Linked DNA regions of Mus musculus: region 1 is linked to region 2. The links are chromatin contacts, called in public Hi-C maps. All regions are on one chromosome and are shown on one strand. Each heading gives the region's core, a stretch centred on a gene start, on an enhancer-like site or on the middle of the called end of the contact. The rest is flanking DNA. Distances are from core to core; before and after follow the strand shown. Region 1 has its middle 35 kb from the start of Gm25915. Region 2 holds the start of Acsl4 (acyl-CoA synthetase long-chain family member 4).

What was found. Hi-C and Micro-C count contacts between places; a contact is called where the count stands out from the background.
Region 1: a Hi-C map of liver shows a contact between it and region 2, with 2.5 times the contacts expected there. The contact joins the enhancer-like site here to the promoter of Acsl4 in region 2. A contact is called at or near these places in 18 of 39 promoter capture datasets (the 3T3-L1 cell line, 3T3-L1-derived adipocytes, the C10 cell line and 9 more), 4 of 15 datasets of contacts at CTCF or cohesin (CD8 T cells, the G1E-ER4 cell line, the NIH/3T3 cell line and 1 more), 65 of 484 Hi-C or Micro-C datasets (8-cell embryo, the AML12 cell line, B cells and 41 more), 47 of 115 datasets of contacts at active chromatin or transcription factors (the 230-238 cell line, CD8 T cells, DN3 thymocytes and 32 more) and 5 of 9 other capture datasets (adipose tissue, embryonic stem cells, liver and 2 more).

The regions. Positions count from the first base shown.
Region 1 is chrX:142,518,316-142,523,479 of GRCm38.p6, forward strand. No RefSeq gene overlaps it. Among named protein-coding and RNA genes, the nearest start is that of Gm25915, 35 kb to the left of the region's middle. Within about 2 kb of position 2,961, at least 4 of the 459 cell types and tissues checked have an H3K27ac peak or open chromatin away from gene starts, as enhancers often do. A contact at or near this core is called in hepatocytes and liver, where this site is marked.
Region 2 is chrX:142,386,106-142,392,086 of GRCm38.p6, forward strand. It overlaps Acsl4 (acyl-CoA synthetase long-chain family member 4), which reads right to left and starts at 4,430. Exons shown (of 16, transcript NM_207625.2): 1 at 4,200-4,430.

The sequences.
Region 1 (5,164 bases), core at 1,711-4,210, 130 kb after region 2:
ACATAGGTGCTTTGCCTGTACTGTGTCTATGCACCACATGATATGCCTGTTGTTTGCAGAGGCAAGAAGAAGGCAGGCATTGGATCTCTTAAAACTGAAGTTATGGAGAGTTGTTAGACCCCATGTGGGTGATGAGACTAGAATTTGGGTCCTCTGGGAGCTCAGTCAATGCTCTTAACTGTTAAGCCATCTCTCCAGCCCCGTGAAGGTAACTTGATAATTGAGAATTAACTTCTTCCCCCTATCCTTCATGTATTTATTATGTTCTGTCTCTTCTTCCTTGAAAGGAAATAAGCAACTTTTTGCTATTTTGTTTTGTTCTTTGAGATAGGGTCTCTGTACATAGTTTAGGCCGCCCTGGTACTCAGTATGTAGACCAGGCTGGCTTCAAACTCACAGAGATACCTGCCTGCCTCTGCCTCTGCCTCTGCCCCTGCCCCTGCCCCTGCCCCTGCCCCTGCCTCCCAAGTGCTACCATGAACCACCATGCCTAGCAAACACTGACCAGCATCTTCTCCTCCTCCTCCTCTTACTCCTCCTCCTCCTTCCTCTTCTTCCTCTTCTTCTTCTCCTTCCCTCTCCCTCTCTCTGTGTCTACTTCTCTCTGTCTCTCTGTTAGAAGGAACATGGTCTCTTGACCATATTGCCCAGTGGTCTTTTTAACCTTTTCCATATTTTGTTTGTTGTGTTTCATATTCTTCTCTTGTAGCCTCAAATTGTCTTTGCTAGCCTTTCCTTTACTCTGTCAAAACAGTCACAAATTCCCATTTCTGGGTGAACATAAGAGATGGGATGGCCATTACTAGGTAGAGGTGCCCTATGCGCTCTCTGTGGAAGATTCATCAGCAGTTCAACACCAGGCCAGCTTGCCAACAGGCTCAGATGACTTGTGGCAACCTCTTGTTTGGATATTAAAGCCAGGGGCATCCCAGATCTCTGTCTGTACAGGTTTTACTCTTTTGGGTGAACTGCTTCATCATCTGGATATTTGGGGACTTTGCAAATACATGCCCAGGACTTTAGCACTTCTGGAATCAGCGGCACACCCTAGCTTAAACAGGAAGAACACTATCAGGAGCGGGTCAAATGCATGACAGAAGTGCAGCAAGGATTAGCATCTAAAGCTCTTAATGACAGCTGCCTTTCAGAGACTTCTGGATGGTGGGCAGCTGCACTAAAGGGTTAGGGGGAATGAATGGTGGAGGAAAATTAGGGCTTGAGTATACTATGGAGGTGTTCTGTGTAAAGATCAGTCTAACTAAAGACCAGGTTTGACACTAAGAAATCCGTGAGATTATGAACGGGCAGATTGTGGCATGCCAGATGTGTTCAACAGAGGAATCTCGATTTGTTAAACTGACTCCAAACAAATAAGCAAGCATACCAACAAGCCATACAGCCAACCTGTGATCAGAGAGTTATGTAAACCAAAGTCCTATGTTTCAGGTTTCTGTATCTTTTCTTCAGCTGAATGTTTCTATAAAGCAATGTCAAGAGTTCAGCCATGCCAGACCGTGGTGGCGCACACCTTTAATCCCAGCACTCGGGAGGCAGAGGCAGGTGGATTTCTGAGTTCGAGGCCAGCCTGGTCTACAGAGTGAGTTCCAGGACAGCCAGGGCTACACAGAGAAACCCTGTCTCAAAAAGCCAAAAAAAAAAAAAAAAAAAAAAAGAGTTCATCCATTTGCCTAATTGTCATGTAACACATATAACTGAAAAGAAATGGAGCTGCTATATTAGCTTGGAACCACGTTATGCTAAGCGCTTAGGAAAAGTTACCCACCGACGAGGACGCGTTCCAAGGCAGACTGTGCTTAGATTCTTGGATCTTCTCTGTGGTGCTGGCAATCAAATCCAGGGTGTCCTTTATGCCCATCAAATGCTCCTGCACTGAATTACAGGCTCAACCCTGGTCCTTGGATTTCTTTGTTGCTGTTTTGTGACAGGTTCTCACTACTGGCTCTCAATGGTCTGGAACGTGCTATCTTCCAACAGTCCTCCTGCCTTTACCTCTCAAGCACAGGGACTACAGTCCCATGTCTCTATGCCCAGCTTGCTTCTCAGATTTTTAAGAGGAGCGGAAAGCAATTAACTGCAGATGAATCAGAAAGCAGGAAACTCCTAACTGTTTATCTATGCAAAGCAGACAGCAAAACCCCAAAGTTATGTTCAAATGACTTTTCTACTCTAGCTTTCCAAAGCCAAGGCATTGCTTCAATTGGTCATTTCTCACGGTTGTCAATGTAGTTCTATTTGACTTTGTTCAGTCTATATAAAATCAGGGATAAATAAAAGCTTAAACCTCTCAAGCTATTTGCCCCCAAACACTAGATCCCATTAGGGTCTAGAATCCAAATTCCATCTTTGTTCCACTTGCACAGTAAGCAATTTTCCTTGACCTTAGTGTCCTCTGCTGTTAAATGAACTAGAATCTATGTGAGACTTCAGCACCTCTAAGTATATACACACTCAGTTATTTTATCCATTCAGTAATCAGTATTTGTTTATCATCTTCCATGTATGCACACAGGAAGGAATGAGATACCACATGCAAATACTACAGAATAAGGCTGGCTCTTCTTTGCAAAAATTATGGAGAGACAACGATACATTTCTTCAATTTATGAAAAAAAACTGCATCAAACAAGTCAAATGAACCACATAGGATTTAAAGAGGTCAGAGGAATAAAGTTTTCTTTAAGCTTTTCATGGTTTTGTTAGTTTGTTTGTTTTGTTGGTTGTTTGGTTTGGGCATTGCTATTGCTGTCGTTATTATTATATTATTTCCAGTGCTGGCCATCAAACCCAGGGCCTTGAGTTATGCCCTAAAGCCTTGGTTGTTGTATTAGTCATTGTTGTTTGAGGCGGAGTTTTATAGATCTCAGGCTGGTCTCTGACTCGTTCTGTAGCTGAGCATGACCTTGGACTTCTGATTAACCAAATGCTGCGATTTCATCCTTGTGGCACCATATCTGGTATGTGGCAATGTTGAGGATGGAACAGGGTTTGTGTATGGTAGGCCAGCACTCTACCAACTGAGCTACATCCCAGTCCCTATCTTGTTTTCCTTGTTGGTGGTGTTTCATTTTGATTAACTAGTTTTGTCTTTGACAATTTTGTACATGGATACAATGTGTACTGATTAGTTTCTCCCCTGCACTCATTTTTTGACCTCATTCCTCTTCCTGTCAGCCCTCTTTATCACTTGCAGTCCCTTTCCCAGAGTTATGACTTTTAGGTTGCTTTTGCAACCCACTTAGCTTAACCAAGGCCATTTGTGTGATCACTGGGCTGGCAGTATTCGTTAGAGCCTAGTGGGCATATAACTAGAAGTAACAATTCTCCCTGTAGCAAATCGAATGTCCTGTGAGATCCAGGAAGACCTCCAGAGATCCTCTCCCATGCATGTGTTCACTGTTGATGACTCTTGTGCAGAGCCGGTGAGACTATCCAGAGCTGTTGCTCTTCTTAACTAGTTCTGGCTGGCAAGCAAGAGGAATGGCAGTTTGGTGATGGGGAGCCTCTGGGACTTCAGTGACCAATAATTTAAAAGAAGATATCTTACTCCTGGCTCTGGAGATTTGTTGAATAATCCATGGCTTCTGGGAGCCACTTTTTTCAGCCATGTAAGATAAATCCTTTTAAAGATTATCTTTACTTTTAATTATAGATGGAAGAGGGGGAGAGGGGGAGAGGGGGAGAGGGGGAGAGGCGGAGAGGGGGAGAGGGGGAGAGGGGGAGAGGGGGAAAGGCGGAGAGGGGGAGAGGGGGAGAGGGGGAGAGGGGTGTGGGGAGCGGGTGTGGCGGCAGTCCCAAAGGCGCCAGGGACTGCAGCTAAGTCATATGACTTGCACCTGACTTCCTCATATAAGACACAAACATCTTGAGTGCTGCGCAGGTGTACCAGGATACAGGTGAATCCAATTTGGTGGAGATTTGCCCCTGCTGCCCTGATTAGCTGAAGCCTCACGACTGGCGAGGGGGCGTGGCCTGCGGTGCGTGGATGAGAGAGAGTATAAAAGGAGTGAGGCCCAGGGTTCGGGGGAGATATATAAACAAGGGAGAGATATAAACAAGGGAGATATAAAAACAAGGGAGATATAAAAACAAGGGAGAGATATAAACAAGGGAGATATAAACAAGGGAGATATAAATAAGGGAGATATATGGAGAAAGAAGAAACAGGACTGAATAAATGTGTGCAGAAGGATCCTGTAGCAGCGTCGTTCTTCCTGGCCTGTTGAGTGCGCGCAACAAGTGGTGCTGAAAACCCGGGAAAAGAAACATCTTCAGGCAAGAGCGAAGACCCCCTGCTACAGGGAGGATTCAGAACTGCATAACGGGGAAGAAGGGGTTAATGAAGTGTTCCCGTAAAACAGACTGTTGAGAAGGATCTGGCGTGGATTCAGAACTCTTCAGCTGGGGAACGGTACTGATAAAGAAGAGAGAGGAAGACTGAAATTTGCTGAATAAACTGCTGTTAGAAGGACTGGTGGTCGTGTCGTTCTTGCTGGTCGAGAGCGGGCGCGACAATTGGTGGCCCGTACGGGGAACCGACTCCCCCACCGAGTTCAGAACTTTCAGCAGTCAGTGGTTGCCGGCAGGGTAAGTTCATGGTGAGTGAAACTTGCAACCCCAGGAGTTTGGGAAGGACCTCGGATAAAATAGAGGTGAGCATAAAGTTGCCAGGAAGTAGGCACAAAGTAACCCAGGAGTTTGGGAAGGACCTCGGATAAAATAGAGGCGAATATAAAGTTGCCAGGAAGCAGGCTTTGGGACAAGTTAAGGTTCCCGGTTTGGGGACAAGTTAAGGAACTATGATAACCTCAGTGTAGTGATCAATAGATCCTCGCTGTGTAGTTATGCTTTTTTCTCCCATTGACCCTTTGTGGGTAGGTCTGATAGTTTTGGTCTTGTTTGTTCTGATATATGGACTCTGTTACTGTTTGAAACTGTGTGTAGAGGCAGTCAAGACAGGTCAGAAAATCCTTACAGAGCAACAAGAAAGTATGTCGGAAGAGGAAAAGGGCTTAAAAAGAAAAAGGAAAAAGAAAGGAGACACAGTGTTATCAGGTGGTCAGGAAGGACGAAATAAAAGAGCCGAGGTGGAGGAGGAAGGCGAATTAGCTTCTGTGCCTCCTCCCTATGCCTCCTCAGCAGCCAC
Region 2 (5,981 bases), core at 3,180-5,679:
ATATATACTACTCACTAGTGAAAAGAACCAGATTATTGATTAAGGATATAAATCTCATGACTCTCCAAGAATTAGGCGAGTGGTAGGAGGCAATCTAAAATGGTTACAGTCTGTGTCCCCATTTACTTAGCTTTCTTGGAATGACAAGAGACCCGAGAAACACATCAGTGAGAGCTAAGAGGTGGCTGTAAGTATAAAAGGGTAACATAAGTGCCCCTAGTGGGACAGAACTGCTCTATGACTTACTTGCCTACAGTGATCCCAAAAAGCAGCAACACATGCTACCAGTGTGCAGAACTAAATAAAACACACAAGAAGTGCATGCTAAAGGTGCTGAAATAGTGAGGCCGGCAGATGCCTTAGCAGTGAAGAGAGCCTGCTGCTCTTGCAGACAAGAGGTTAGCTCCTTGTACCTGTGTTGGGCAGCTCACAATGCCTATGACTCCTGTTCCAAGGCATCGAGGCCCTCTTCTGGCTTGGGAAAGCATCTGCACACATGTGGCAGGCACACATACATACAAATCAAGAGTAAAAATAAAATTTTAAAAAGAAAAGAAAAAATGGTGGAATGTGAATATGGACACCCTGTATTTATTTCAACTTCTTAGTTGTCCTGTTATATACTGATTATTTTTGATAATAACATTGGTTGAAATCAGATTTGGGGTATTATTCCTAATAACTGTATGACAATCTAAAACAATACCAGAATCCATAATCAAAAAAGGAAAATGTATAAAATGTATGATATCAGCCAGCAGCAGGAATGGAAAAACAAAGCTTATTAATTTTCCTAAGGAAAGTCAAGGAGGGGAGGAGAACAAGAAACGCCACAAAGAACCAACAGTAGAGCCCAAGGTATAGTTGTACAACCTTTAATCCCAGCACTCGTGAGGCAGAGGCAGGTTGACCTCCCGGGCAGTCAAGGCTACACAGAGAAACCAAACAAACAGCCAATAATAAAATATGATGATCTCTTCTGCCCCTATTAAGGCTTAACTTTGAGGGGATTTTGTTCATCCCAACTTAAATCTTACTAGTTTAATAAACTATATGTCCATGTGTCTCACTAAAACCACGCCACCCATCCTCTTAGTCTACAATTTCATAGAATAAGTGATGTCCTCTTAACCATCACATCCTGAAGAACAGGAGAGTGGAATGAATTATAAATAGAATGAGTGAGATTTCTGCATATGTTTTTTGGTTGATTGGTTGGTTTTTGTTGTTGTTTGGGTTTTGGGTTTTGGGTTTGGTTTGGTTTGTTTTTTTTTTTTTTTTTTTTTTTTTTTTTTTTTTTTTTTTGAGGCAGGGTTTCTCTGTGTAGCCCTGGCTGTCCTGGAACTCACTCTGTAGACCAGGCTGGCCTCGTACTCAGAAATCCACCTGCCTCTGCCTCCCAAGTGTTGGGATTAAAGGTGTGTGCCACCACCGCTCAGCTCTGCATATGTTTTTAAAATATATTTTTAATTATTATTGTTTAAGACAGGGTCTATGTTGTCCTGGCTATTCTGGAACTTTCTACATAGACTGGGCTGGCTTTGCAGCACAAATCTGCCTGCTTCTGCCTCCCAAAAAGTGCTGGGCTTAAAAGCATGTACCACCATAACCAGCTAAATATTTTTATTTTATGGACATTGGTGTTTTAGTTACATGTTTGTCTGTGGCTCACAGGCATGTCTAGTGCTCACAGAGGCCAGAAGAGGGTGCTGAATCCCTTGAGACTGGGAGCTACAGAGGGAAGAGAGCCACTATGTGTGTGCTGAGAATTGAACCTTGTTCCTCTGAAGAGCAACCACTGCTCTTAACCTCTAAACCATCGCTCCAGGCCCTCTGTTTACACTTTTAAAGTTACTAGCTAATTACAATTTTAAGGCAGTATGTTCACACCCTTACAAGATTCTAAAGGTCATGAGTATCTTCAACCCAGTGTGGTACCCATCCATACCTTTCATCTGCGAGTAGAAATTAACCTAATATTTGTAAAACTCACTCCCTCTGAATTTATGCACTTGAACAGTCGGAATGAATTTAAGAATTAATCATCTTGTTTTGGCCTTTGTTTTGTTTTGTTTTTGAGACAATGGTTCTCCGTGTTGGCTTTGGCTCTCCTGGAACTCACTGTGTAAAGCAGGCTAGCCTTTAATTTAGATATCTGACTCAAACTCAGATTTGCCAGCCTCTGCTCCCCATCTCTGCCTTAGCCTCCACCTCCTCTGCCTGGGCCCCGCCTCCGCCTCAGTCCCCCGCCGCCTTGGCCTTGGCCTTGGCCTTGGCCTTAGCCTCTGCCTCACACCACCTTGACCTACACCTATACCTAAGCCTCCCCAGTGCTGGGATTAAAGTCCTGGACCACTACCCGAGCTAAGAACTAATTAATACTCTATTGATTAAAGCTAGTCTATGAAAACTTTGAGATGATATTCTATCATCTTTGAGATGATATTCTATATATGATATAACAAGATTCAGCCCCAGCCTTAATGTGAAGTGCACTAAAATACATATGTCTTCATAAAAAAAATCTTAGTTTTTTAAAAAACGGAAGCCAAAAGGAGGGGATTTATGGATCATCCTGCCAACCATACAGTCACTTAATTTATATATGTGAAAACTAAGAAAAGTGCCCTGTTCAAGGTGTATATAGCTAGTATAGCTGAGAGGCTGGAGTTGGAGCATCTCCAGAAGTCTGGATTCAGAACAAGATTTTGTTCTTCCTCCACCCATCACATCTCTACCCAACACAGTAAAACTCTTTATATCTGATTGATGCCAAGGCCCTTTATCCCAATTTGCACATATATTGACAATATAATACTGGTTGCTCCATGGAAATGGCAGAGATCATAAATTTGAACAGGAGTCTACCATGTTTCACACTTTTGCACACTCCGCTGAAAAGATGAGCTATGTTTGCAATTTAAGGAAAGAGGCCTCACATTTCAAATTTTGCTTGACCTGCTCAGTAGCAGCACTGTAATTGATCTCCACTTGGTGGTTTATACATTAAGAATATTTGGAAGCCTTGCTTACTGCAAGTACAAAAAGAAAAAAAAACAAAAAACTAAAGTTACAAGTGCAGGAAATGGCTTTCTTGGGTTAACTATCTGTAAAAACATGTCACTAAGCATGAATTTACAGGTTCAAGAGACAAAATATGAGAAGGAACCTCGGTTATGCTTGAATCCAACTGCATGACAGCTGAGCATATTTCCACAGAAGAGGAAACTTAGTGGTTGATTAAAACCATGAACCAGTAAAGCAAACTGCTTACTTCTTCAACAAGGTTCATTTCCCCTTATTCCCATCCCTACCGTCGTTTCTACTGAGTGAGAATTGACGATTTTTTTAAGAGGAAAAGTACGAATGAGCAAATTAATTTCAAAAGGATGGAAAAATGTCTTCGAAGGAGATGCTAGAGTAAAAGGAGAAATGACGTCTGATTTCAAATATGTAACCAGTTAGGCAATGAATCACATTCTCCTAGGTTTTTCTGTCTATAGACATCAGCCAGCCACAGATCTTTTCGGTACTCGAATGAGAGGAAGAGGAAGTGAATAAACCTAATATTAACTATACAGCACCTACTGATCGTGGAGATAAAGACGGGAAGAACACAGGGTACAAGCTGCAGCTATGATCCAGCTGTTTGCTAACATACGTAAAGGTATGGATGCTGAGAGAGTATCTATCGAAAGCGAAGGCACCCTCCCCAAATTCAAGAAAGCAGCTGTTTCTAGAACCAAAGACACCACCGCCGCCGCCGCCACCACCACCCGCGAGCGCCCGGACCCTGTTACAGAGTGTCAAGGGAGGGGACAAAATGGAGCTGAGGTCTAGGGGCGACCTAAAGGTCGTTTGGAGGTCTAGCAGGCACTTGGTGTGCTCAAGTCAACTGAGTCTTGGCAAAGCCCGGTACCCCCAGGAGGAAGAGTTCTCTCAGGCTCTCAGGGTACAGCGGGGGTACAGGGAAGAGCCAGGTGGGGTTCTGGAGGATCCCAGAAAGCATCAGAGGAGATAGTGACGGTGGTTCTCTCCATGAGCCAGCGGCCGCAGCCGGAAAGCCGAGCGCCCACCCCCACCCCCCAAACCCCGACCTCCAGCCGGCTCAGGTGAGGATCCGGGAGCACGTCAGGAATAGGGGACTCTCCGGGGCAAGGGCGCAGCAGCCGCATCCTCCCCAGCCTAGGATCACTCACCGAAGGTGCTGCCTCGCTCGCTACGAGTCTGCCACTGGGTCCCGGCCTTAAGAGGAAGGAAGCTCCTGGAGAGGAGCTCGCGTGCCCGCTAGCTCTGGAGCTGCCTGGCAAGGAGGGGCGAGCCGCGGAGACCAGTGGAAAAAAAAAGAGAGAGAGAGGGAGAGAGCCGCAGCGGCGCGCGCGCAACCCGGACAGCCAGCGGAGGCGGGGTCCGGCGCGAGCCCGGAAAAGACGAGCCCGGAGGGGCGGGCGGAGCGGGGGAGCTCGGTGGTGTGGCTGAGCCCGCCGAATCGCAGGCGGCCTCTGGCTCGGCCCACCCACACGCCCGCCTCCGCTCACTAAGGACGTCACCGCCAAAAAGGCGGAGCCCGATCGGGCTTGCAGCTGCTGCAAAGGAGGAGGGCTGCTTCCGAAGGGTCGCAGGTCGCCTAAAGCCTCCCTTGAGCCCGCAGCCACCATGCCGCTCCCGCAGTGCTGGGCAAAATAGCCCACGAGGGCTTAGCGCCCAGTAGTCTAGAGCCGCAGAACTGGCCCACGCCCTAGCGGGCTACCCGGGACTCCACCCAGGATGAAAGTTCCCCCGGGGTCATCTTCCAGCTGCCCTTAGTTAGATACCTATCTTTGGACTGCCTCGTGCTTCCTATGGGAGAGAGATCTTAACCTAGCTCCTGAAAGCCAAAGCCTTCTATCCTTTTATCTGTTGCCTTGAGCTGTATTAAGATTCCCTGCTCACTCGGGCTTATGAAATATTTCCTGAAGGCAGGGTTTTGCGCGTCACTCAGCAAAAGAGCCCACAACTGATAAAAAGTCAGTGCAGTACCGTGAGATTCTATTGCTTCTGAGACTTCTTGATAAAGGCCATTTTAATCCCCCCAAGAATTGAGAAATTATTGTTCGTAATAAATTCCAAAAGGTATCTCAGGACTTCAAGACAAAACTGTAATTGCGAATAATAAGCCACAACAAACTACCAAGAATAAGTTGCCAGAAGAAATTCTATTCTTCCAGTTCCATGACCGGCTGCTTTTTTGCTTCCTGTTACGGCTGTTTTACTAGCTACTTTTCATTTCTCTTACAGAATGACTGTGTCTGCTACACACACGTACAATAGCTTGCCTCACATTGCTGGCTTCAGTAGTGCTTTAGGCTTTGTGTGTCATAATCATCTGGGATGTTTGTTCCAATGGGAATACCTGGAGAAATAATCCTCAGATGTTTTGATGTGGGTTTTGATTTGGTGAAATTTTTTAATTTTGGATTTTTAAGAAGCACCCCTGCCGGGCGTGGTAGCGCACGCCTTTAATCCCAGCACTCCGGAGGCAGAGGCAGGCGGATTTCTGAGTTCGAGGCCAGCCTGGTCTACAAAAGTGAGGTCCAGGACAGCCAGGGCTACACAGAGAAACCCTGTCTCGAAAAGCCAAAAAAAAAAAAAAAAAAAAAAAGAAGAAGAAGAAGAAGAAGAAGCACCCCGAATGACAGTATTAGTGTGCCTGGCTGAGAGCAGAAATGTCCAGCTTGTTTGAATGTTGTTCTACAGCTGTAGCACTCATTTCATTTCCAATAGAGCCACCAACTTGGGTATAAGGCACTCATGTGCTTTTCCTTTCACAAGATTGACCTAGAAAGTTCAGGACTTCAAACAACAAACTTAATTGTCATCTTTATTTTTATGAGACCTTGTTGTAATGCCAGAAACAGATAATTATTAGTTGGCTATATAGTCCACTAGGTACCTACAGTGTACAGAAACCTGTCATTTATCCCAGAGTTAATACCAAAAAA